Linked DNA regions of Mus musculus: all the other regions are linked to region 1. The links are chromatin contacts, called in public Hi-C, HiCAR-type, HiChIP or PLAC-seq and promoter capture Hi-C maps. All regions are on one chromosome and are shown on one strand. The core of a region is the stretch at or near the end of the contact, and the rest is flanking DNA. Distances in the headings are between cores, read along the strand shown. Region 1 holds the start of Adi1 (acireductone dioxygenase 1). Region 2 holds the start of Dld (dihydrolipoamide dehydrogenase). Region 3 holds the start of 4930480M12Rik (RIKEN cDNA 4930480M12 gene). Region 4 holds the start of Rnf144a (ring finger protein 144A). Region 5 holds the start of Acp1 (acid phosphatase 1, soluble). Region 6 holds the start of Alkal2 (ALK and LTK ligand 2). Region 7 holds the start of Cmpk2 (cytidine monophosphate (UMP-CMP) kinase 2, mitochondrial).

The links. Promoter capture Hi-C pulls out the DNA fragments that hold promoters and counts their contacts. Hi-C and Micro-C count contacts between places; a contact is called where the count stands out from the background. HiCAR-type assays count read pairs that join an accessible place to other places. HiChIP or PLAC-seq counts read pairs in DNA pulled down with a chosen protein or histone mark. Capture Hi-C pulls out chosen DNA fragments and counts their contacts.
Region 2: a promoter capture Hi-C map of pre-B cells shows a contact between it and region 1, with 8 times the contacts expected there. The contact joins the promoter of Dld here to the promoter of Adi1 in region 1. A contact is called at or near these places in 2 of 39 promoter capture datasets (liver and pre-B cells).
Region 3: a contact with region 1 is called in a promoter capture Hi-C map of hippocampal neurons, with 5 times the contacts expected there. The contact joins the promoter of 4930480M12Rik here to the promoter of Adi1 in region 1.
Region 4: a contact with region 1 is called in a HiCAR-type map of astrocytes, with 3 times the contacts expected there. The contact joins the promoter of Rnf144a here to the promoter of Adi1 in region 1. A contact is called at or near these places in 4 of 39 promoter capture datasets (cranial neural crest, frontonasal cranial neural crest, hippocampal neurons and 1 more) and 2 of 115 datasets of contacts at active chromatin or transcription factors (astrocytes and large pre-B cells).
Region 5: a contact with region 1 is called in a Hi-C map of B cells, with 5 read pairs. The contact joins the promoter of Acp1 here to the promoter of Adi1 in region 1. A contact is called at or near these places in 1 of 39 promoter capture datasets (pre-B cells), 1 of 484 Hi-C or Micro-C datasets (B cells) and 2 of 115 datasets of contacts at active chromatin or transcription factors (large pre-B cells and pro-B cells).
Region 6: a contact with region 1 is called in a promoter capture Hi-C map of adipose tissue, with 3 times the contacts expected there. The contact joins the promoter of Alkal2 here to the promoter of Adi1 in region 1. A contact is called at or near these places in 1 of 39 promoter capture datasets (pre-B cells) and 1 of 9 other capture datasets (adipose tissue).
Region 7: an H3K27ac HiChIP or PLAC-seq map of large pre-B cells shows a contact between it and region 1, with 5 times the contacts expected there. The contact joins the promoter of Cmpk2 here to the promoter of Adi1 in region 1. A contact is called at or near these places in 6 of 39 promoter capture datasets (cranial neural crest, hematopoietic stem and progenitor cells, hippocampal neurons and 2 more) and 1 of 115 datasets of contacts at active chromatin or transcription factors (large pre-B cells).

What each region holds. Positions count from the first base shown.
Region 1 is chr12:28,673,566-28,676,964 of GRCm38.p6, forward strand. It overlaps Adi1 (acireductone dioxygenase 1), which reads left to right and starts at 1,642. Exons shown (of 4, transcript NM_134052.2): 1 at 1,642-1,807. The coding sequence starts at 1,688.
Region 2 is chr12:31,349,629-31,353,027 of GRCm38.p6, forward strand. It overlaps Dld (dihydrolipoamide dehydrogenase), which reads right to left and starts at 1,843. Exons shown (of 14, transcript NM_007861.5): 1 at 1,673-1,843; 2 at 1-47. The coding sequence starts at 1,711.
Region 3 is chr12:26,209,724-26,213,122 of GRCm38.p6, forward strand. 4930480M12Rik (RIKEN cDNA 4930480M12 gene) reads left to right here and starts at 1,544. Exons shown (of 3, transcript NR_046278.1): 1 at 1,544-1,593. Gm29687 (predicted gene, 29687) reads right to left here and starts at 782. Exons shown (of 5, transcript NR_131149.1): 1 at 680-782.
Region 4 is chr12:26,413,530-26,416,928 of GRCm38.p6, forward strand. Rnf144a (ring finger protein 144A) reads right to left here and starts at 1,733. Exons shown (of 10, transcript NM_001081977.2): 1 at 1,572-1,733. Mir6538 (microRNA 6538) reads right to left here and starts at 1,481; the gene lies at 1,372-1,481.
Region 5 is chr12:30,909,882-30,913,280 of GRCm38.p6, forward strand. It overlaps Acp1 (acid phosphatase 1, soluble), which reads right to left and starts at 1,731. Exons shown (of 6, transcript NM_021330.4): 1 at 1,609-1,731. The coding sequence starts at 1,651. It overlaps Sh3yl1 (Sh3 domain YSC-like 1), which reads left to right and starts at 1,788. Exons shown (of 10, transcript NM_013709.5): 1 at 1,788-2,346. The coding sequence starts at 2,346.
Region 6 is chr12:30,882,766-30,886,164 of GRCm38.p6, forward strand. Alkal2 (ALK and LTK ligand 2) reads left to right here and starts at 1,559. Exons shown (of 5, transcript NM_001159743.2): 1 at 1,559-2,274. The coding sequence starts at 2,019.
Region 7 is chr12:26,467,295-26,470,693 of GRCm38.p6, forward strand. Cmpk2 (cytidine monophosphate (UMP-CMP) kinase 2, mitochondrial) reads left to right here and starts at 1,921. Exons shown (of 5, transcript NM_020557.4): 1 at 1,921-2,732. The coding sequence starts at 2,058.

The DNA of each region.
Region 1 (3,399 bases), core at 392-2,891:
CTCGGGGATCCCGCTGTGTTGCTCTAGCCAGAAGCAGGCAAGGGGCAGGCAGCCTTCCTGACTCAAGACTCTTATTTCTACAGCTGAACAAAGGTTTTGCTTCTTGCTCTGTATTTTAGCAGCTTTTTAAGCAGAATTTTAGGTGAGGCTTCCTGAGTTCAAACCCCTGCCTTAGCACTTGCTGTGGACTTTTTCTTTTCTTTTTTTTTTTTTTTTGGTTTTTGAATTTTGGTTTTTTGAGACAGGGTTTCTCTGTGTAGCTCTGGCTGTCCTGGAACTCACTCTGTAGACCAGGCTGGCTTCAAACTCAGAAATCTGCCTGCCTCTGGCTCCCAAGTGCTGGGATTAAAGGTGTGCGCCACCACTGACAAGCACAAAAAATTCTTTAAAGCTATCTGGTCCTCAGTTGTCATACTTTTAAACTACGGTAATTTTTTTCTATCAAAGATGGCTATCCCACCAAGGGCCACTATTCCACAAACCTCCCTATTTGTTAAAATCTTGTGTGGTCCTGTTACCCAACCCTGAGATGACAGCCATTTGTTGTTCTTACTCTTTATAACACCCTTGCCGTTTGCAGTTAACGAATTAGCATCATATTATGAGGTCTAAGTCCCACCAATGGAACTTTCTTTTTTCTTTCTTTCTTTCTTTTTTTTTTTAAGATTTATTTACTTATTATATGTAAGTATACTGTAGCTGTCTTCAGACACCCCAGAAGAGGGCGCCAGATCTCGTTATGGATGGTTGTGAGCCATCATGTGGTTGCTGGGAATTGAACTCAGGACCTTCAGAAGAGCAGTCAGTGCTCTTAACCACTGAGCCATCTCTCCAGCCCCCCCCCCCCCCATGGGACTTTCTTAATCAGATTTTGAAGAAACACCCATCTTTAATCTGTGCTGCACCTTCGGATAGCATGGAGGTTAGTTTCATTTACTTATTTTAGGTTTATTTAGAAGCGTTTTGCCTTGGATATGCAACACGTGTGAACATAGCCACAGAATTCAGAAGAGCGCAGCAGATCCCCCAGAACTGGAGTTATGGGTGGTTGTGAACTACCAAGTGGCTGCAGGGAATTGCATCTGGGTTCTCTGAAAGAGCAACAGATGCCCTTAACTGCTCGAGCCATCTTTTCAGCACCATGACGGGTTTATTTTAACAGTCATGTTAACATAGCTAGAATCACCTAGGAGGTGAGTAGTAATGAGAAACGGTCTAGATCAGGTTGGCCTGTGGCCTGTCTATGGGGGACTATCTAGATTGCATTAATTTAAAAAGAAAGTATAGAAAGGGTCCGAGCACTAGTGAACACACATGCATTCATTTCTCTCTGCTCTTGGCTATGAACTAGCTGCTTCAAGTTCCTCTTCTGACAATTCTGCTGCCCCGAATGATGGAATTTAACCTGGAACTGTGAGCCAAGTAAACCCTTTCTGCCTGAAAGCTGCCTTTGTAAGAATATTTTATCATAGCATTTGCAAGGAAAACAGGGTAGACACATAACTGCCGAGGAGGCTGTGGATATGCCACCACCTTCTCCAGAGGGTGAGACGCCTTTCCTGGTCCTGAATTCTACCTGAGCGGTCACGCCCTCCCGACAACTCCGCCCTACACCCCGCCCACCACCGTTGGGGCTCCTTCAAGCAACGCCCCTTCCAGCCAGTTAGTGGAAGCCGCCGCCGCCACCATGGTGCAGGCCTGGTATATGGACGAGTCCACCGCCGACCCGCGGAAGCCCCACCGCGCACAGCCCGACCGCCCCGTGAGCCTGGAGCAGCTGCGCACGCTCGGAGTGCTCTATTGGAAGGTACGAGTGCAGGCCGGAGCACCACGCGCCTGCGCACGCGCACGCCGTGACGGGGTGGGCCGGGTGGGGGTGGGGATGGGGGCTAGGGTGCTGCGCAAGCTCAGCAAGGCCGCCGTTTCCAGAGATTTCCATAACTGCAGAGAAGGCTTTGGGCTGGTGGCGCCTGCTTTCCTCTTGGTACTCGCGCGCGTTCACAGCTAGTGTTTGCAAACGCACGGCCAGCTGCCAGTCACATGGTAGTGTCACGGGTAACGCAGTTCAAACACAGGAAAGCCGCAGAGAATCTGGGGTTAGTGGAGGGGTAACTGGATCTAGCCTGTGTGCATTGGTATGGTCAAAATGAAGTGCAAACCAACTGGCCTTGGAGCCATGCCTGAGGAACGTTTGATGAGTCCTTTGCAGAGTCATGCCCCTTAAAAACCATGAAGGCCTGCTCACCACATGCTGTGCTCACAGCTGAAGCAGCGTCCACAGGTCGGGTGGCCACGTTAAGGTGGGAACGACGCTCAAATCCATGTCTGCAAGTAATAGGAGGATATTTTTGGGATAGGAAGCGGGGGAAATAGGTGATTGGAGAAGAATCTGGGTTGTGCACATATGAAATCAAGGCTTTGCATGGGACGGACTTGGTGATGCAATTTTGTCCTGGATCAGCAAGCATGGCTTCAGGGTTGTGGGGTTGGGGTCAGCAAGGCCTCTGGCATTCCTGTTGAGTTAGTCTTTGCTCCCACGGCAGAAGTTGCTAGGGAAAGGGGACAGAGCAGGGTGACAGAAAGGCCCCTTATGACTACAACGTTGGAGTGAAAGAGCTTTTGGAATACTGCCTTCGTCCCTTCCTTCGATCATCACGGATACCTTAGATTAGGAGTCACACTCAGGACTTTGTATCTACACCAGATCTGTAAACAACAGGAACTGGCTGCCCAGTAGAGACTGGAACCCGATTAGGTGCTTTGGGTGTCTGGTGAAGGCCCCCTCATAGCTGACTTCTATGAAACCTTAAACAGCTCCTCAGGGCAGTAGAGCCACTCATCTCAATCAGGAGCAGCTGTGACCCCACCGGGAGCCAGGAGGCCCACCTCTTACGTCATCCTGTGGGTGAAGTTTCCACATTAGGAAGGGGCGCATTCAGCCAGTTCCAGGGGGTCTCATGTTCTCTCCTGGCCTTTGTGGACACCAGACACTAGAGTGGTGCCCAGACATACAAGCACTCATACAGACACATAAAATATATTGATGCCTGTGTGTTGGTGTGTTGTTCCATGATAATAAAATATGCACTTCATTGTAAAACAAAGTTAAATGTCACTAAATTCATTGCTAGTAGTTTCATGTAGGGTTTCAGATTAGTTCTGTCAGCCTTTGGAGATCCAGTCGTGAAGTGCGTGTCCTTGGCTTTGGACCTTAAAGAATAGGTAGGGGCTGGAGAGATGGCTCAGCGGTTAAGAGCACTGACTGCTCTTCCAGAGATCCTGAGTTCAATTCCCAGCAACCACATGGTGGCTCACAACCGTCTATAATGGGATCTGATGCCCTCTTCTGGTGTGCCTGAGACAGCTACAGTACTCATATAAAATAAATAAATAAATAAA
Region 2 (3,399 bases), core at 593-3,092, 2.7 Mb after region 1:
GAAGAAACTCCTTGTAGGCCATGAGATATCCGATTGAAATGGCCTTTCTAGAATAGAAAAAAAAAAGACAAAAGAAATTTTCCTGTTAAGTAAAATATAATTTTTAAAACAGGCTGGCAAAATAGCCCGCTGGCTAAAGGCTCCTGCCACCAAGGGTGACTTCCCAAGTTTAATCCGTGGGAACTATATGGTGGCAGAGACCTGACTCCCAGAAGCTGTCTTCTGGCATCCTTTCATCCTATGTTGCACGCTCATGCCCACAGGCATGTGCACAAGTAATACATGTAATTTAAAAGGTCGATGACAACTGGGGCAAATGTATCAAGCAATAATACTAATGGACTTTCTCTGCCGCAAACAGGTATCCTACCAATTTCCCTTTTTTGTCCATAATATTAAACTTTCACAATCTTACCTTGCCAGGTCTGCCTTATTATTATGAACATTCAATGAACCATTTCATATTAAATCTAATAAAAATATATTTAATGGCTTACAGTTTTATTAAAACTTCAGAAAGCATTGTTAATTTTATTGCCAAGGATCAGTTTAGTATTCTAATTAAAATCCCAAAACTTTGAATTCAGGTATTTAAGTATTTCAATGATATTCATTTCATCTGTCATTCTGCTTCCTAACAAATCTACTTAACAGTCTGTAATCACTTATAAGATCTATAAAGATGTTCTTAAGCCACCAACTGGACTAGGAAAATGTACCAACAACGGAGTGGCCTCACATTCTGGAAGTCCCACAAATTGCATCATAATCTCACACTCTCTAAGCAGTGTGACTACCATTTCCTAAGGCCAGGGCCACATAAAGAAAGCACACTTCCAGCTCCTATCACAGCGAGTAAGCAATGGACAGCAGCGACAATATACTCTGATGCAGCAAGGTTTTTTACTTGAAGACAACTTCTGCACCTGAGATCAAGATATGCCAACCAAAGAGGAACAAAGAACTGTCTGTACTGAGAGACGCGGCTCACCTTCTCCCTAAAACAGTGACATTTTGCGTGTTACATTAACTTTTAAAGACACAGACGGCTCAGCCGTGAAGAGTCTCATTTCTGTATTGTCCCTAAAGTTATCCTGCTACCCTGCCACTAGGCCTCATACATTCAATTTGGCAGCTGTCAATTGGCAGGTGAAATGGGAAAGTTGTTTGGACGACAAACCGCTGCAATTAAAACTATAAGCCCCAGGGCCTGACTGATGGCAGGGTGCACTAGTTTAGAGACGTGAATGAAAACAGATCCTTGGAGGAGGAACTCGCGGGACGGTGTGTTGGAGCTGACCACGTCTGGGCCAGTCGGGCCTCAAGGTTACTTCCCCGCCGTAGGAGAGTAGGCCACCCCCCGGGTCATTAGGATGAGGCGAAAGGTAGGAAGGGGCAGGCCGCGCGTGGCAAGGGTCATTTACTCCTCCCCGAAACTGGGGGAGGGCCCAGGCCCCTGGACCAGCGTCCGGGTCGTGTGGGGCTGCGGGCAGTCATTCCGCAGCAGGGCCCTCCCGAGCCCGGGCTCGCGCTCCCCGCTGCCTCGGGAGGCCGCACCGAGCCGGCATAGAGGCGGGGCCGCGGCGGTTCCCGGCGGCAGGCCGCGTCCGGGCCCACAGCGGGCGTCTAAGTGCCTGTGGTCCAGCATCATCCCCTCGCGGGCCGCCCTCACCTTGGCCAAGGAGCGGTACACACGACTCCAGCTCTGCATCGTCCCTCGGTCCCGTCCCTCCAACCAGGGGTTTTCACCTCCGCTGAACGCCTGGTAAGACTTATCCAAGGTCTCCCCACCCTGCGCCTGCGCAACATATACGTCATCGCCGAGGAGCAGCGCGATTGGCCCGAAAGGCAGAGGCTTTCCGGTCGCTTCGTCGTGCGCTGTCGTGAAGGGCGCTGCGCTTTGTGGCAGCTGGGGAATTGGAGAACTGTTGCTCAAATGACTGGAGTAGAGTTGCAAATTATCCTTGAAAGACGAACTAGATAAATAAAAATGTTGTTTCTTCAGTAAAGCCCACAGAAAGTAAAGTTTAAATAGGAAAGGAAGAAAAGTTTGACAACTTGACAAGCTTATGGTTGTGCTAGATATTCGTGGGCAGTAGGCTTTATCTAGCTTTACAAAAACCGTATGAACTGTTTGCATTTTCTGGATGGAGCCCTGAGAGGTTAAAGAAAGCAAAGGAGAGGTAACTGCAGCTCTACGAACAAAGGCTTTGATTTTAACGGCTGGTTTACAATCTCTGTTCTCGAAGGCAATGGAAAGGATAGGCTTGAACCTTTCTTCACCAACATCCTGTTCTGAAAACTGCGCTAACAAAAAGTATAGAAAACAAGCTCCCTTCTATTTTTGTATTTTGAAAGCACGCCTCCCTTGTAGAAGAAACTAGAAGGGTTGGGATGGTGGGTGAGGTGTTAGGTTTTCATTGAGAGTGCACCTAAAAGATTGCTAACTGTTGTCTATAAGATTGAGCACAGAGCCTGGCGTGGTGGGCTACGCCTTTAATCCCAGCACTCGGGAGGCAGAGGCAGGCAGATTTCTCAGTTCGAGGCCAGGCCAGCCTGGTCTACAGAGTGAGTTCCAGGACAGCCAGAGCTCCCTATCTCGAAAAACAAAAACAAAAACAAAAAAAAAAAAAAAATTGAGCACAGAGATTTAAGGTCTGATACCACTTTGTAATAACAGTCTCTAGTTTAAACCTTAACTCTATACTTCTCAAAAGTTTACAGCCCAGGCACTGTACTGAACTCCATAGAGTTAGGGATTAGATGAATATTACTTCTTACCTATCTATGCCCATTTAGAAGGAAAAAGACATGAATAAATGATTTTTTAATGTTATGACGAAAGCTAGCTGTTACCAAATATTAATCACCACCACAACCCCTTTTTGGTTTCTTGAGAGAGTGTCTCATGTGTCCCAGACTGGCTTCAAACTCAATATAGAGCTTAGAATGACCTTGAATTTATAGTCCTCTTGCCTTCATCTCCTGAGTGCTGGGATTACAGGTGCCCACCACCATGTGTTGCTGATTGCTGGGAACGGAACCCAGAGCTTCTAGTATACCAGGCAAGCATTCTTCACCTGAGTTACATCTTAAGCCCTTGTTTTCCCCTTTCATAAGATAAGAGATTGTTCAGCTGGACAGATGGGTATTCAGAATAGCATTGTCTTTTCCGGGTCCCATACAGCTAAAGGTAGACGTATGATCAAATACTGGTCAATGATCTCCATTTATTGTTGCATCCAACTCGACCAGCAAGGAAAACGCAACCACCGGTTCTTCTTAAAGCAGTTTACTCAGGCAGCTTCTCTCTTCAAATCCCCCGCCTCTCGGGGTACAAGTGTTTTTATCCACTCAAGCCATAACCACGCCTCAACCAATCACCACAGGTCACATCAC
Region 3 (3,399 bases), core at 294-2,793, 2.5 Mb before region 1:
CAATGCTAAGCACAAGCTCTGCCACTACATTGTTACCTTAATGTCTCAGCTACTTCTCTGTTGCTGAGATAAAATGCCACAACTAGAAGTGAATTATGGGAGCAAGAGTTTATTTTGGCTTACGGTTCTAGACAGGAGAAGGTACCAAAAGAAGACATCTCATACTGACTGCTGGCTTCAACACATGCATGCACAGATGTGCACACCCACCTACTACCATGATGGAGAATACATCTCACACTGGCTTCTACACATACATGTACAGTTGTGTATACCCACCCACTACACCCATACACACACGGGGGAGAGGGGTAGGAGAGAGAAAGAGAGAGAAGGAGGGAGAGGGAGGGAGGGAGGGAGGGAGGGAGGGAGGGAGGAGGAGGAGGAGGAGGAGGAGGAGGAGGAAGTCGTCACTGAGTGTCTGTCTTTTTGTTTTCTTTGTATGATGGGCTACATTTTAGAAATATAGCCATACATTCTTAGACTTCCAGAGCTGAATTTTGGCTTTCCTTTTTTTCTGTAATGCATGAGACAAAAGTATGTAGCTTTGCATGTGATTTACTTATACTGTGACAATGATAGGATCCCTCACAAGGAAATGCTCAAAACTCCTTGTATGATTCTTAGAGGAAAAGAGACCATGAGGCTCATCTGCTATCTGTGATCACTGCATGCCTACCTCACCATGTCCTCCACTTTGGTAGCTCCGAATTGGTCAAGGTTTGTCTCCGTTCCTTCATTTCCTACCCTAAGCACCAATGCTATTCCTGTAAGTGCACCCTTCTCCTTCCCTTCCACGTGAATTCCCTAAAGGCTCACACTCACTCGCTTCATGCCAGCACCTGCCTCAGCACGTGGGGGATGCTGGGAACAGGACAACAGACTCATAACGTGACATATTTAAAACAGAAAAACAAGTGTGTTGGTGGTCCAAGTCTATCCTACAGAATCCTAGATTCATATCAAACGTTAAGAAAGCAACAGGGAAAGTAAGACTAGGATGATGGGGAATCAGTCTTGTTTAAGATTGTGAAGCTTCTGGGGTTTAAGCTTGCTCTCAAACTCAAATTCCAGCATGGGCAGCCTCCTCTACCTAAGAAAATGTCCACATGGGAGGGTTTTTAGGCTCAGCAGACCCCAGGGATCTTTGACCTTCAACCTTGTGGCTCTGAGAGGCCTCTTTTACTTCCTTGGATTAAAACTAGCAAACAAACAAAATCCCTGGAGGCAATAGCAATATCAAATTACCTAGAACACCTGGGTTTAAAACAGAGGAAGAAAAAGGAGGGGGAAAAAAGAAGATAAAGTTAACAATGTTGTGCGGACAATCTTTGATTTTAAAATACTTTGTAAATTAGCACCGTAGGCTTAACCCAGCTCCTCTTCTTCTTGTGTGATGGGGTGGGTAGCTGGCTGTACTTGCTCCGCAAGGAAGTATCTCTCCCTCAAGGGCTCTGTCACCTTTGCTCTTTCTCAGTCCTGGGGCCTTATGAAGTCTTGCTGTAGTCATAGCAACAAGGGAACATCACACTCCCAGCTAATTACCAATCTTTCTGGGTAAGGAAAGAAAATTAATTTCCTCGGACGGACAAGGTAAGCCTCCACACTACAAATGTTTCTTATATTATATTTCAAAAGACAAAAATGTGGCTGTCCTTTGCTGGATTCGATCAGTAATTAGTTAGAAGCATAATTTGCATTCACAGAGTAATTGTGTTTACTTTCCAAGCTAATACAATTTTCAGGGAAAACTAGTAGATCAGCAAGAGTAAGACCCCCCACCCTGTGAGCAAAGGCCTTTATGTTTTATTTAAAGTTGTCACGTGGAGCCTGCATTTTCTTTCAGATCTCTCAAGCTGTGTGGCAGTTCCCCAAATGGCTCGTTCCAGAAACAGCTTTGGATCGTACATTTGTGTCTCATCTGTTGACAAGCATTTTAGTTTTCTACGAGTTCCCTCTAGTACTCGCCTTACCAAATACAACTGTTGGCGCGGAGTCTCCAAATGGCGGATTGATACAGTCCCACAAACCCTACACTTCGCAGTCGGATCAATCACTTTGCATTTGGCTGCAACAAAGAGAAAATGATTTCTAAAGGTGCTGACTCAGAGCTTAGTGAGATTTACTTAAATGCATTTCATATTTTAATTAAAACATATAGATGCTCCTCACTTCCTTGAGAGAAGGAATATGATATCTCTCCATAGTTTGGATGTGTGCCTTTCCCTGTGGCATCCTATTCTTTCTTCTTGCTCTAATCAGGAACCAGGCATTTGGGGGGAGAGAGCTTCTGTATACAGTATGCTATTTGATTTTCTTCTCTGGTGAGCTCTTGCATAGGCTGGAGAACAGAGATTAAAGGTGTGTATATTTAGTATCAGAAAAGCAGAGTGTATGTTTTCGCATCTCCTTTATACATTAATCAAGAGAGCTGGCTTCCAGGGAACGATTGCTGCTACCATTGGGAAAAAAACAGCAGCCTCTTAATCAGTGTTTCACTGTTGTCAGCTGGGGAGTCAGGGAGAGTTAGGAGCTACTGGGCTCCTTCCCAAAGGGCTCTCATCTCCTGATAAAACTTGTCCTTTTTCCTTCCCAATCCGGAAGCCTAGGATCCAGTATCAGCAGTACTATATGTCATATTCCAGGATATTTCATTCTTGTTCCCTTAACTGATTGGTTCTATCTAGAAAGAGGCAGATTTTTTTTTGGTCCCCCTTTTAATGGAACTGTAATTCAGATTCTGAATTTCAACAATAACAAACAAATAAACACCTGTTGGACTGATTCCTAGCCTCATAGCCTGGGCATTGTCTGTGCCCTCTCTGATGAAATCCTGGGGACTGCACCTGGGTTACTATGACATTACAATACACTGGGAGTGAGATTAGACACCAGGGCCAGCTTCCACAGCTTTGAGGAATTTAATAGTGAAACTGGCTGACCCCCTTCATTACTGATCTCCAGTTTCCCTGATTTATGGATGGGAGCACTACAGCCCAGGAAATGAAGACAGTGGGTGCAGTCTACCCACAGGATAGAGGAGCAAAGCAAACCTGTCATCAAATGGCCCCAGGTCCCTGAAAGCGAGTTAGTGGTGAAAACTGGCTAGCTACCTCTTTCTATGTCTTCTGGAGGGTTTTTTTGTTTTTTGGAGTTTTTTTTTTTTTTTTTTTTTTTTTTTTTTTTTTTTGTCTGTCTGTTTGTTGTTTGCTCTTTTGGTTTTTTATAAACCCCTGAAATATAAAATCTGATTTGAATTCTAGTGGACAGCCTGATTTGTGACTTTGTTAGAGTTCATCAAAAGACCCTTACTCAGAAAGACCACAGAGACCACCGCCATTGCTGCAAAACGCATGAGGATTTTTATTGATCCAACATGTTGGGGACTCCCCTCCCAGC
Region 4 (3,399 bases), core at 483-2,982, 2.3 Mb before region 1:
TTGGAAAAAAACTAAAGAGGAGTGTATATATCAAAATGTTAACTCCAGAATTCAAATTGTGCTGGGTCCAGAAAATGCTGAATTAGATGCACCCATTTTCCCAGAAGGGTCAGTTGGACCCCTGGAAAGTAAAATGGGTGTGTATGGCAAAGGGTGGTGTCTGACTTAAAACCCGACCGGGGGCACCTGGCCCTTTAACACTGCTATAGCCACCCTGAAGCATGAAGTACTTACTGTTTGTAGTCCTCCTGCAAGACCACCCATGAGTCCCACTCAACAGAGGCCAAGTCCAGAGTCTCCACCTGCAATTCAAAACCCCCTCCAGATATACTTCCCTAGCAGTCTTTAAAATGTAATAAGAGCAAAACTGTGGAAGACACTGGAAAAAGTAGTCCAGACCAATGGTATGGCTGAAGAGGAGCGAAACTTTGGCTCTTTGGGAGCCAAGGAGGCAACCCCGTGGGAACGGTTCTTCACACTCTGCATTCCTTTGCTGGTGCTTTTTCCCCCACCCTGGCTACGCCCCACTGGTCATCTGATTCCACATCCCTCCTTTAGAAAGGCCCCTGTCTCTGCTCTCTCATCGGAGGGCACACTGACCACCTTTCCTTCTGTCTGCTACTGTGTTTATGTGCGTCTCTTAGCCGTCTAAACTACTACCCTGGCCGGGGTCATTGAGAAGGACCTGTCTCCCAGACACCACGCCTGGAAGGCCCTTCCTTCCTAGAACTGTCCTAAGCAAGATTGGACTGTCCTTCTAATCCTAGGACACAGGAACCCTGGGAAGGTTTCCCAGAGCCTTGTCTAGCTCTCCTTGTTACTTGGCCTTTGACCCTGTACCAAGCAGGCTGTAGGACTGTTCAAAATAAGTATACTTTAAAGTATTCTCTGAAAAAAAGAGACCAAAACAAGAACTAGAGCAAACTTTAAGTGCGACCACCAGAGACCCGCCTAGGGTGAAGAAGTCGCCTCTTCCCGCGCAACGGCGGCGGCCAGGAAGCCTTCAGTTTTAGCAGGAGGAGCGATACAATCTCTGAGCTCCACGGATGGTGTAGAAAACCGGGAGCAATGCGGAGCACGGGATACGAGAGTCCTGAGGGGACTTCCTTGGGCAAGAGGGGTACAAGGGACACGGAGACTCCTGGGCCAGAGGCTAGCAGAGGACCATGCCCACGGCCAGGCGCGGCTAAGCACTGCGGGGTACTCGCGACTGCCACTGGCCAGAACGGACCCGACCTTCCCCACGCCCTCGCTCTGCCCATGTCCAGGTCACGGCGGGAGTCCACCCAAGGCCTGCAGACGGCCGCCCACCCGGGCCACTCCAGCAAAGCACACCCCGCGCCTGCGGCTGGAGACTTCTCCGTGGCGCGCGATCCCCAAGTGCAAGCGGCCAGGAGGACGCGGCCGTCACCCAGCGGAATCCCGGAGCATAGTCCCCATCGCCGCCCCGGAGCCCGCGGGGTCCCCGCCCGGCAGCACGGGTTAGGGGGCCGAAACCAGCCCCGCACAGCCTTATCCCGCGCGGCCCGCTCGGGCGATGCCGACACAAAGGGGACGCGCGCGTCACCCACCTGGTCCCGCGCGGTCCGGGCTCCCGCTCGGCCTCTTTGCGCGTGGCTGTGATGGCCCCGCCCGGTGCCGGCTCGCGGGTGCCGCTGCCCCGTCAGCCTCCCGCGTGCAGCCCGCCCCGCAGCGCAGCGCCCTTTATGCCTCCCCGCCCTGCGCCCTGAGAACTGCGCGCGGGGTCGACGGGGCGCGAGCGCGCACTAAGCGCGGGCGCGGGAGGCAGAGCCAGTTTGCACGCCAGCGCCCCCTGCCGTTCAGAGGTGCCTTAATGTCCATGCACCAGGACCAGGCGAGCAGCCCCCAGCAATGCCAAAGGGAGGGCCCAGATCAGTTGGGGGGTGGGGGTGGCGGGACAAGGGGGCAATGAGTCCTCCTGAAGTTGGACCCCTGTTTTCAATACTAGAAGAACGAGTGCCAACAGCTAGAAAGAAACGAGTGAAAAATCCCGACCCTACCAGTCAGAAGCTGGAAATCTCACTCAGTGAAGTATCTGGGACCCTCTAGAGTAGTCTGTCTATGCAAATTACAGCAAGTCTCTGGACTTGCCAGAACCTGCCCGACAGCTATCCTGCCTGTGAGTAGTTTACCATGAATACTATGAAAGAATCATCTTTTCACCCTAACTTCTGATAATGCAAATGAATGAGAAGAGTCCTCAACCTGCTTGGACCTGAGGCTGAGGCTCTGTGCATATATATGAAGCACAAGCCAAAGCATTTCGTTTCTTTCCCTTAGAGCCTAAGATCCACCAGTGGATGGGAATTCCCATAAGTTATTATCTTGCAATCCCTCTGGTAGGTCCTGGAAGTTCATGTCAAACGTGCAAAAATGGGTGAACCTTTTGAGTATGTATTAAGGCTAGAATGAAATGTTCCCACAGGCATGTGTTCTGAACGCTTGGTCTGCATCTGGTAAAGATATTTCTGAGAGGCTCTGGGAATGTCAGGAGGTGGGAGTTAACTAGGGAAGGCCCTTGGGGGGATCCAAGACACACACACACACACACATACACACACACACCACACTTGTGTGCGTTCTCTCTCTCTCTCTCTCTCTCTCTCTCTCTCTCTCTCTCTCTCTCTCTCTCTCTCTCTCTCTCTCTCTCTCCTAAGATGTTCTGCTCAAGCACTTTGGGTCCAAACAGCTGTGGACTGCGTTCTTTGGCTGGGGGACTGGAGAGCCTCCATTTGCTAACTCAACTTCTCTAGTTTTCCCCTAGAGAATTAAAACAGGATTAAAAGCTCTGTACCATCTACCGTCTGCTGCTACATTCCCAGGTGCATATTTGTGTTTATACATGTGTATGTGAGTGCAAGCCAAAAGTCAATGCTGGGGTGTTCACCTCTTTTTCTCTACTGTATATTCTGAACCTAAACCCCTTTAATTCATGCAGACCTGTTGGCCAGCAAGTTCCAGGAGACCTTCTGCCTCTACCCCAACCCCCATTATCCAGTGCTAGGATGCTGAGCATGCACCACATCTGTATTCTTACATGGATGCTGGTTATTAAACTCAGGTCCTCAGGCCTGCATGGCAAGCACTGTAGTGACCAAGCTGTCTCCCCAGCCCCTCATCCGATACCATCACCAGTTACTGGGCTGAATGTTTCAAATCTTCAAAGACACACACTTGATAGATACCGTGCCTCACACAAATAAGCCTAGCATTCTGAGGGCTGAGCTAGGAGGATTGCAAAGTCAAGGCCAGCCTGGACTAGATAAGTGAGAGCCTATGTCCAATAGGCAAAAGCCAAAACAAAACAAGGACACACGTGGCCTCCTAGAGCTTTGGCTTGCATCAGACTCTGTATAAATGCCTTTGTTCAAGAAAGCA
Region 5 (3,399 bases), core at 481-2,980, 2.2 Mb after region 1:
GAATAAAATATCTCGGGGGGGGGGTACCAATGGTCTGGGTATAAAAAATCCTTGACTTTTTTTTCATCATTTTGACTTTATAAAACAGATGGCTTTTCAAGCAAAACCCAGCATTAAGGTTCCCAGTAAAGTTAACCATACCATCAAGGCATAGGACAGCAACAGTTTCTTAAGGGCAGTCCCCACAGGTGGGTGGGAAAGATAAAGCGAGGTAGACAGAAAGTCTTGGCAGACTTCTAGCCTAAAGAGGAGTGTCACTCTGTAGGAAAAGCAGAGGACAAAAGACAAATAGCTGGACTGTTGACAATTTAACCCTTGCCCCTCAGGGTGGAGTCAAGGAGGCAAGAACTCTGAAAAAAGAAAGAATTGCATATTATGTAAAGGAGAATCAAGGTTGAAATTCTGTGTTAGAAGGTACTTAAAAGATTATTCATTTAAAAACAAACTGTTTTTCACATGGCATGAGTAATTGTCCTAGGGACTGAAAACCAAGGTTTCAGAGAGACCTAAAGAAAAGAGACTGGCTGAGAACCATAGCAACTGTGACCCAAGGATGACATCAAACAAACCTGTCACAGAATGGTCTTCCTGTAACCTAGGCTCACGTTGGCACAATGGGGAACAGGGGTGGGGGTGGGGGTTTCCGGCAAGAACTCCAGCTGTTCTAATAGAAGGGGCCAGCTTAGAGAGTCACACTACAGATATGAAGCCACCTGGGCCAGTTAGCAGGTGAGAGGGTTCAAAGGAAGAAAAGCAAGTTAGGTGACGGACAAGAGCATGAGGGAATAACAGGGATGATGATTAATCGTCATCGAGACCTTAACTGATTAGAAAAAGACAACTCTCAGGACGTCGGTGATGGCTTATCCCCCGAGGATGTGATCATAAGGGCACTGACCTAGTCAATGGTTTAACCCAGTAGATTCAAAATATGAGGAAATGACTGGAGGTAATGAAAGATACAAGTGTGGCTGAGCAGAAGAAAATACATCCCGATGCGTGCTCTTGGGGCTAACGCTTGTCTTGCTCTCTACTCTCCCCTTCTGTGATTCCCGTCCACAGGAGCAAATAGTCCCTGACTCATGCTCTGGCCACCTTGAAGGACCATGATGCCTTGCCTCACCACAAGCCCAGAATCTACAACCATTCAAAAGGGGCCTGAACCTCTGAAACTGAGTCAAAACAAATCTGTTCTCCCTAAAGTTGTTTTGGTTGGATATTTTTCAGCACAGAGATTTGGAAGTAACTGCCAAAGCAGATGATGGGCGACTCTCAGACTTAAAAGAGGAGGAGCAAGTGAGAGGGGTCTACGGGCTTGAGAGAGAGAACTCGCACAAAGATTTGTGGTTGAAGGGCACTCGGAAGGGTGACATGGGCTTTGGAAGGGCATAATCTGGGACAAAAATTACACAGATCTCGGGCTCAGAGGAGTACCAGATGATGGGGGATGCATATGAAAAAGGCAGACAAACGAGTATGTGCTCAGACGCGGGCCCAGCCAAGGCCTTCTGATCTGCTTCCTCCGCCCAGCGCTCTTGTTCGGAAGCCTAACAGGGAGAGCACTTCAGGGTCCCAAAGAAAAAGACCCTTAAGTCGGCGAGTCCTTACCGAGACACACGAACAGCACTGACTTGGACCCAACCTCTGCCATGTTTCGGTGCAGACCCTGGCGCCCAGAAACCGCGTCGGGACGAGGCGCATGCGCACTGCCAGGGTTCTGACCGTGGACATGCGCAGTCCGCCGCCCCACGTTCGTACGCGGCCAGAGGCGGGGCCAGAAGTCGCCTAGAGGGCGGGGCTTAGGCGTTCGGGTTGGCAGCCCGGGCTAGCGTTCACTCTGAGCTCTGCCCAGGTCGCACGTCTAAGGAGTGAGGGCGGGGTGAACGCGGGGCGACCCCCAGAGCAGCTTGGGTGGCACGGTGTTGAGCAGGGAGGATTAGGATGTGCCAGGGCAGCCAATGAACTCAAGGATAGCGGCTTGCAGAGCCTCCTAGGGTGGCTCCTCCGATCGGAGCTACCCGCCCTTCCAAGCTAAGTTACCCCTTTGGACCACCGACCCCAGGCCGGGCCACGGTACTTAGCAGTGGGTTTCCCCGATTAAGAAGAGGGGGTGATTTACAAGGCTTCAAAGGAATGAGGCGGGTGGACGCAGATGAGCTACGTTCTGAGCAAGGGTATAGGACCAGTGATCGCTTTGGCAAAAACAGGGCATACACCTATTCCCTTACCTGGGTCAGGTGTGCGCCCGCTGGGCGGGTCCCGTCAGGGAGGCGGACCAAGGAGAACGCTTTCCTCTTCCTGGACTGGAGTGAGGAGCTCGGGTACCGAGAGGAGCGGCAGGCACCAGTGAGTAAGGGTCTGAGCGGCTGGGGCGTGTCGGCACCGCGGCAACTCTTCCTCTTGCGATGGGCGTTGTGAAAGAGGAGAGAAAACAGTCAAGTCCCTGGGTTTGTCTGGGCGCATCCACCAAGATCATACTGCACGGATCCTTTTGTAAATCCTCAGAACTCAAGATTAGTTTTCTACACTCCTGGCTAAAGGTTTTGGTTGATTGTTAACCACAGTCGTTCCGCTTCATTGCAGAAAAAAAATTTTTTTTCCTCCAGCATTTCCAGTTTTGAAGACAGACTTTCATTTTGTTATTTTTCCCCTAATATCTGATGTTTTACCATCTTCTGGTTTCAAATTGTTTTGAGAATTGGCATCCTGTGTACTTGACACAGATGAAGGAGGTGCAGATTGGGGGTTGTGTAGGGCCTTTGTGGGAATGTGATCTCTGGGAAAGGATAGTCCCTAGGGGAGGGGCTCACATGCGTTTGGGACTTCCAGAGGTAGAGGTGTCAGGACTTTGACACAGTGTCTTTGGTTCTGCGATACTTTACAAAGGGGTGGTGTGGAGGGTAATTTGATTGCTGCATCTCTAGTATATAGTGCCTGTATGGTTTTTTTTGTTTGGTTTGGTTATTGTTTTGTTTTGTTTGTTTTGTTTTCTTTTAGTGCTCTGAACAATAGGAATAGGTAACAATAGGAAGCAGGTTTCTCCCCTGGCAAAATGTGCCGGCTTCTTTTCAACAGATGTTACTACTGCCCTGCCAAGGCAGACCAGGGAAGAAAGACTTGAAGTAACCACCTCCATGGAGGAATGCCCTGGCCTGGGGCAGAAGCCTTGCCCTGTTCTGTGTTTACCAAGTGAACAGGTTCTGTATTCCTGCTGGCCCAGGTATTTTCCTTGAGATATGAGGAAATGTTTCGATTACTAATGAGTTAGTTCACTTGTACACAAAGTTTAGAGAATAACACGGCTGGGTTGAAGGTGCTGTTTTATTCTGCTCTGTGGCCTGTTATTGAAATACCATAGTAGCATCTGGTTGTTTGTAAATTGCTATGTTGGAGGTTAAA
Region 6 (3,399 bases), core at 309-2,808, 2.2 Mb after region 1:
TTCAAACTTGAAGCTTTTGATTCTGTGAAGCGCTGTTTTAAACAGGTCTAGGTAAATCTAAAACAGTTTGGGATTAAGCAAAATATGATCACAATAACCTAGAAACTCTCCAAGTCACCATTGCACGGTGATTAGTGGTGCATAGATGTGCAGATACCAGAGTATGGTGGATGCTGACCTGCTAAAGGAGAAAGCAGATGGACAGTTGGACTCCCTATTGCCAGAAGAACTTCACGTCCCTTCTTACAGGGATAGAGAAAAGGAGGGAAGGAGAAGTATCCCATCTTATCTGCTTGAGATCTGTTTCTCAGGAAATCTTCCTTCGTCTTGCAATGCATTTCATCAGGATCCTATGTCTTTCAACTATATTGCATGCAACAAAACTAAATAAACTGGGGGGGGGAGCCCTAAACTAAAGCTAAAACAAACAAACAAACAAAAAACCCAAATTTGAAAATCAAATTGTTAGGGTCTCCCATAGCTCGTGGTCCCACTCTACCAGGCACTTGATCTGCTAGGGAAAGAAAACCAGTGAAAGGAGGGAGAAGGTGGTGGAGAGGGGAAATGGAGTTAGAAGTCAAGAACCGTGCAGAGCAGGGGCTGGCACACAGTGATCCCTTGCTCACCCTTGGCCAGTGCAGGTGCGCACCTGTAAGGCACTGCATCTTCGCAGCAGCCTGAGCAACTGCGGGTTAAAGATCAAGGCTTTTAATGCTTGCCTTCTCCCTTTCCGATGCTGTACTAAGAACACCTTTCCCCGATGTGATCGCCGACTTGGAGGACTTCCAGCTCCTGCCCAGAAAGCACCAATGAAATGGGAAACTGTGCAGTTGGTAATACTTATCACAAGAGGGAAAAAAAAAAAATCAGGCAAGTAAATTGCTGAGCCCTTGCAAATGTGCCTGGCTATTTCCAAAAGATCAAACTTTCTTAAAGATGCAGCTTTGAGTGGCAAGAGCTCTGGAGCCAACCAGGCCCCGGGTCCAGCGTGGTACAGCAGTGTCACTGCTCTAAGAACCTTCGTAGGCTGCTTGGGTCCCTCCAAGTGAGGGGCTTTCTGCAGGGCGCTCCTGCTCCCATCATCCTCTTCAGAACCAGAAACCTGCCTGTATTCAGCAGAACCCTTCTTCAGAAAGTCCAGACTCTAGATGACACTCAATGTTGAGGCAATCAAGCAGCTCCTTTTAAATAGCCCAAGATCTACATTTAGACAAAAACAGATCCCAGTTCCCGGTAAAGGCGTTTCTGCTCATCCTGTCACTTGTGACAGGAACGGAGGGAAACAGACTGCGGGAGAGGGAGACAGGAGAGGCAGAGGAAGGACAAGAGAGGGGGAGACCAGACGCGGGTGGAGACGTGAGGGAGGGGCGGAGACTGAAGACTGGGCCTGGAGGGGACAGGGGAGGGGATGAGAGAGCGAGAGGCGGAGGGGCCTGACGAATATCCGCGCCCCAGAGCGGCGCTCCGTGGTTCTAATTAAAGCGGCGCTCGGAACCCGGGGGACCCGCCTGACGTCGGCGGCCGCGGGAATAAGAAGCGCCCGAGGACAGCGGGACTCGGAGCAGCAGGGTGAGCGCTGTCCCCGTAGGAGCTGCGCGTCCTGTGTCCCTGCGCTGGACAAGTGGGGCTGGAGCTCATCAAGTAGTGTCGGGACTGGGGGACCGAGGAGCGCGGCAGACGCGGGACCTCTGGTGATCAGGTGCCCGAGGACGACGCGGGATCCACGGCGTGGGCGCAGGTGCCCGAGGGCAGTGCGGGGCCCACCGCTGGCAGGTGCCCGGACCTCTCAAGTCCAGGGCTGCCCATCTGCTCCGCGGCTCCGGACCTCGGCAGCCCCCGGGGCGTCACCTGTGGCCTCGCATCTCAAAGAGGTGTCCAAAGACCCCGCGCGCCGTCCCCGCTGTGAAAGAAAGTTGTGCGGCGGGCTCAGGCTGCGCCTGGACTCCGCGTGCGGGAAACTTGGGCGCCGGCTGCTGGGGCGGCGGGTCCCAAGACCCGCGACACAGGCCACCAGGGCCATGCGCGTGTCCGGGCGCCCGATGCTCCTTGCGCTGCTGCTACTGCTGAGCACGGTGGGGGACCGGGGACGAGCGCAGTCCAGGGGGCCTGCAGACCGGCAAACGCTGCTGAGGTTGCTAGTTGAGCTGGTCCAGGAGCTGAAGAAATTCCACATAGGAGACTCCAAGAGGTTGCAGCTCCTTGGCGAGTCCGACTTTGCCCTGGGCCGCAGAGAGGCCACGGATTATGGGGCAGACCAAGAGGAGCAGAGAGTGGGTGAGTGTTCCTCGGTGTAGAACTGGTGGAGGGCTTAGAGTGGGTGAGAATCCAGCAGTGTAGACCATAATATGAAAGAGAGTAAGGGGCGGGGGGTTCTGGCAGCGTAGATTTTGAAAGGCAGAAAGTCTCAAGAGGTGAGTATCTGGCAGCGTAGACTGTGGGGTCAGAGTGTAGAAGAGGGAGCCGTAGCAGTGTGTATCTGAGGAACAGAGTGGAGGAGTGTCCCGCAGCAGTGTAGACCACAAAGTACAGAAAGTTAATAAAATTGAGCTGTGGCAAGAATGGACCAGTGGAAAGTGGATGAGGATCCGGGCAGTGTAGACTATGAGGAACAGAAAGTGAGTATCCCAACAGTGTAGATCTGAGGGGGAGAGAGTTGGTAATTGGTGGGTGTCCAACAGTGCCAACCTACAAGGTAGAGAGTGAATGAGGGCCAAGGCTTTGGACCACGAGGACTGGAAGGGGTGGGGTCCTGAACACGTAAACAGAATTGATGAGACTGAGTCTTGACATATGGACCTGAGAAACCAAGGATGTTTGATTGCCCAGCAATATGACCTGAAGAGTGAGTGGGGTCCTGTCACTGTGGGCCCCAAAAGAGTTCTAGCCACACTGTGTACTGAGGAGCAAAAGTGGGTCTTGACAATATGGATGGAAGGGCTAACTTCCGTGTCTGAAAGACATATTAATATTTTTAAGAACTGCTTCTCAGAAACACAGGTTTAAAGATAAATCAACTTTAAATTTTAACAGGGTTTGTGTGTGTGTGTGTGTGTGTGTGTGTGTGTGTGTGTGTGAGAGAGAGAGAGAGAGAGAGAGAGAGAGAGAGAGAGAGAGAGAGAGAGTTCATTTTGTTTTGTTTTTTGCTTGTTTCTCAAGAAAAAAACTGGCAGGAACAAGAAACTGTGTGTGAGCCTCTCAGATAGCAATCCTAATCCACTTCCAAGATGTGCTAGTGCACAGTTCAGGACACTCTGCTCTTTGCAGGGGAGGCTTCCCAGTCCACCATTTCCAGCAGAGGCAGAAATGGCCAGCGCTTCCCTGATGGAGCCCTTCCCGGAGTGGCCCGTGGGAATTTCTCAGGGAAGCATACAAGCTTTTAATGCTTTCATGACACAATTA
Region 7 (3,399 bases), core at 671-3,170, 2.2 Mb before region 1:
GTGAGTGAATATCATGTGTGTTCTATTGTGATTGGGTTACCTCACTTAGGATGATATCCTCCAGATCCATACATTTGTCTATGAATTTCATACATTCTTTGTTTTTAATAGCTGCGTAGTACTCCATTGTGTAAATGTACCACATTTTCTGTATCCATTCCTCTCCATAAACAACCACCAAACCCAGACATTATTGCCCATAAGAGCTTGATGACAGGAGCCTGATAAAGCTGTCTCCTGAGAGGCTCTCTCTGCCAGTGCCTGACAAATACAGAAGTGGATGCTCACAGCCATTTATTGAACAAAGCACAGGGTCCCCAAGGAGCTAGAGAAAGTACCCAAGAAGCTGAAGGGGTTTGCAGCCCCATAGGAGGAACAATATGAACTAATAAGTACCCCTAGAGCTCCCTGGGACTAAAACACAAATCAAAGAAAACACATGTTGGACTCATGGCTCTAGCTGCATATGTAGCAGAGGATGGCCTAGTCGGTCATCAGTGGGAGGAAAGGCCCTTGGTCTTATGAAGGTTCTATGCCCCAGTACAGGTGAATGCCAGGGCCAAGAATGGGAGTGAGTGGGTTGTGGAGCAGAGGGAGGGGGAGGGGATAGGGGATTTTCAGAGGGGAAACTAGGAAAGGGGACAACATTTGAAATGTAAATAAAGAAAATAATTTAAAAAAAAAGAATATCCTAAAAACAAACAAAAAATTGTCTTGCAGGGTTACTTTCATTTCTGTGTCTCTCTGTGTGTGATTGTGTGTGTGTGACCAAAAATATTTATTTCCAACAATTATAATCTGAGACTCTAGCAGGTCTGCCAGGCAGTAATTTCACAGAGGTCCCTGTAGCAAACTGCCGGAGGTGTTGTGTTCCTTGGACAGCTCACTCCAGGGTCAGTTGTGCATTGCATCTTTTTGCTCTACCAACACAACTGACAGTCTGCTCACCCTGGCCTTACACCTTCCTTGTGTGGGGATAAATCTTAAGCTGGGAGCCTCACTGAAACACCTATCTTTACTGTGAACCAGCAAGGTTGAGACGGTCTTAAGACTTCTAAAACATAGCCAACACACACACACACACACACACACACACACACACACACACACACACACACACACACAGAGAGAGAGAGAGAGAGAGAGAGGGAGAGAGAGAGAGAGAGAGAGAGAGAGACAGAGACAGAAACAGAGACAGAAACACACACACACAGAGAGACAGAGATAGAGAGACAGAGAGACAGAGAGAGACACACACAGAGAGAAACAAAAAATTCAAAACAAACACAGGACATTGATGCAGGAAATTTTGATTGGCAATTACTTAATGTGACAACCTGGCCACATATTCCAGTTTGCATCCCACGTGAGCAAAGGGCACCCTGGAGGAGTCCCTCATTTGCAAAGTTGAAAAGCTGCCCAAATACGCTTCAGGCCTGAAGTTACTGCAAGGTAAATTGAGGCCAGGTACCTGAAGGAGGTCAGGTGCCTGTGGACAGGTGGGTCATGAAGCGCTCTCTCTCTCTCTCTCTCTCTCTCTCTCTCTCTCTCTCTCTCTCTCTCTGTGTGTGTGTGTGTGTGTGTGTGTGTGTGTGTGTGTGTGTGTGTGTTGGGGGGCGGGGGTGGTGGTGGTGGTGGCGGCGTGTTTTCTTGATGTGATCCCTTTGCGCCTCTGTCTCCAGCTCCCCAAGTCCTCATACAACATAAGTAAGTATCCTAGAGTTCCAAAACTGGAGCTAGGATCACCTGCCACTACAGAACCAAGCCAGACAAAGCTGATTCCTCAGGAGAGCCTGGAATTCTCAAGAGCAGGCGTTGCCAGGGGACCACACCAGTGTTAGCAACCCGCCAGAGCCCCAGGGCCAGAATTTCCTAACCGCTGCCGACAGTTAAAGGCGCGGCTGTGGTGGGAGGAGAAGCCCAAGCCCGGGAGTAGCTCGGCCACACTGGAGGTCTCAGCCACAGCTGCCTTCACTTTCGTTTCCCGGGGATCCTGGGTCTGTGGTCACCGCGGTTTCGTTTCCGAGGCGTGGCGGAGGGCGCGGCCCGGGACACCCATGGCCCTAATAAGCCGCCCTCGAGCCCCACTGTGGCTCGGGCGTCTGTCGCGGAGGCTGTGCGGGCGACACCAGGCCTGCATGGGGACCATGGCTCGGCCGCGGCGCTTCACTGTGGAGCTGCCAGATTGCTCCCTGACTCACTTCGTCCTGGGGGATGCAACAGACCACAGGGATGCACGCCTGGCAGAGCTGCTCGGCCCCCCAGGGCGCAGCTACGCGCTGTGTGTGCCCCTGGCTCCAGGCGAAGGCTGCGGGCCCCGGGTGCAGGCGGCCCGGGTGCACCATCGCCTGCTGCAGCAGCTGCGCCGGGGTCCTTTACAGAGATGCCAACTGAGCAAGCTTCTGGGCTATGGTCCGGGCGATCAGGCCGGCGAAGCCCAGCATGGCTTCCTGCTGCGGGACCCTTGCGACCACCCGGACACTCGGCGCGACTTGCTCCAGCTTCTGGGCTCCTGCCAGGAGGCGGCGCGCCCGCAGTTGGCCGAGTTCCAGGCCGACTCCCAGGGTTTGCTGTGGCAGCGTCTGTGGGAGTTGCAGGGAGACAGGCAGGTGCAGGTGGACTGCGCATGCGTCCTGCCGGCACAGGAACCTCATCTGCACCCATTGCTGCCAGATCTGCTTAACTCTGCGGTGTTCCAAGACCGGGACGCGGCAAGGGCTGTCTTGGAAGAGGTAAGAGTTCTTTCCCTTGGGGACTGAGTGGAGCTGGGGACTCAGCACTTTGGTTGGCCAATCAAGTGCTTTCGGCTTGGTTTGTTTATTCTTATTCACGAGCCAGGTGGTGTAGGCAACACAGGTAGGCTCTGTGTTAGACACGGATGCTGCCTTCAATATTTCGTGTGTAGGTTTCTGTCAACTTAGTGGCTCGTGCATCCAACACCTACCTGGCTGAGCAATGCTTTCTGCTAATACATTCATTCTCAAAAGCCTGCAGGGGGAGTAGAGTCCCCTGGAAATCAGGAGAAGGAAGTCAGCTAGATAAAGGGATAATTTGCTGGGCATTTGCTACCAATCTGGGATCTTGTGGTGCAGGAGATGCTATGTGCATCGGAGAGTGTAAGAGCATGTAAGTATTCAACTGGTTTGTGGGCCATATGCGGTCACTCAACTGCTCAAGAGTTTTTTGTTTTTGTTTTTTGTTTTTTTTTTTTTTTGCTTTTATCCCCCCATATCCCCAACACACACACCCCTGTCATCTGTAAATGTTCCTGTGATGGAGGGATAAGGGATTTGTAACAGAGTCTTCAAGGAAAAGCCTAAGATTGTGTTACACCCAAGCAGTGCTTGGGGCCTGCTGGTTTCTGTAGTTAATACGGTATTACAAATGGTGGGGCAGGGC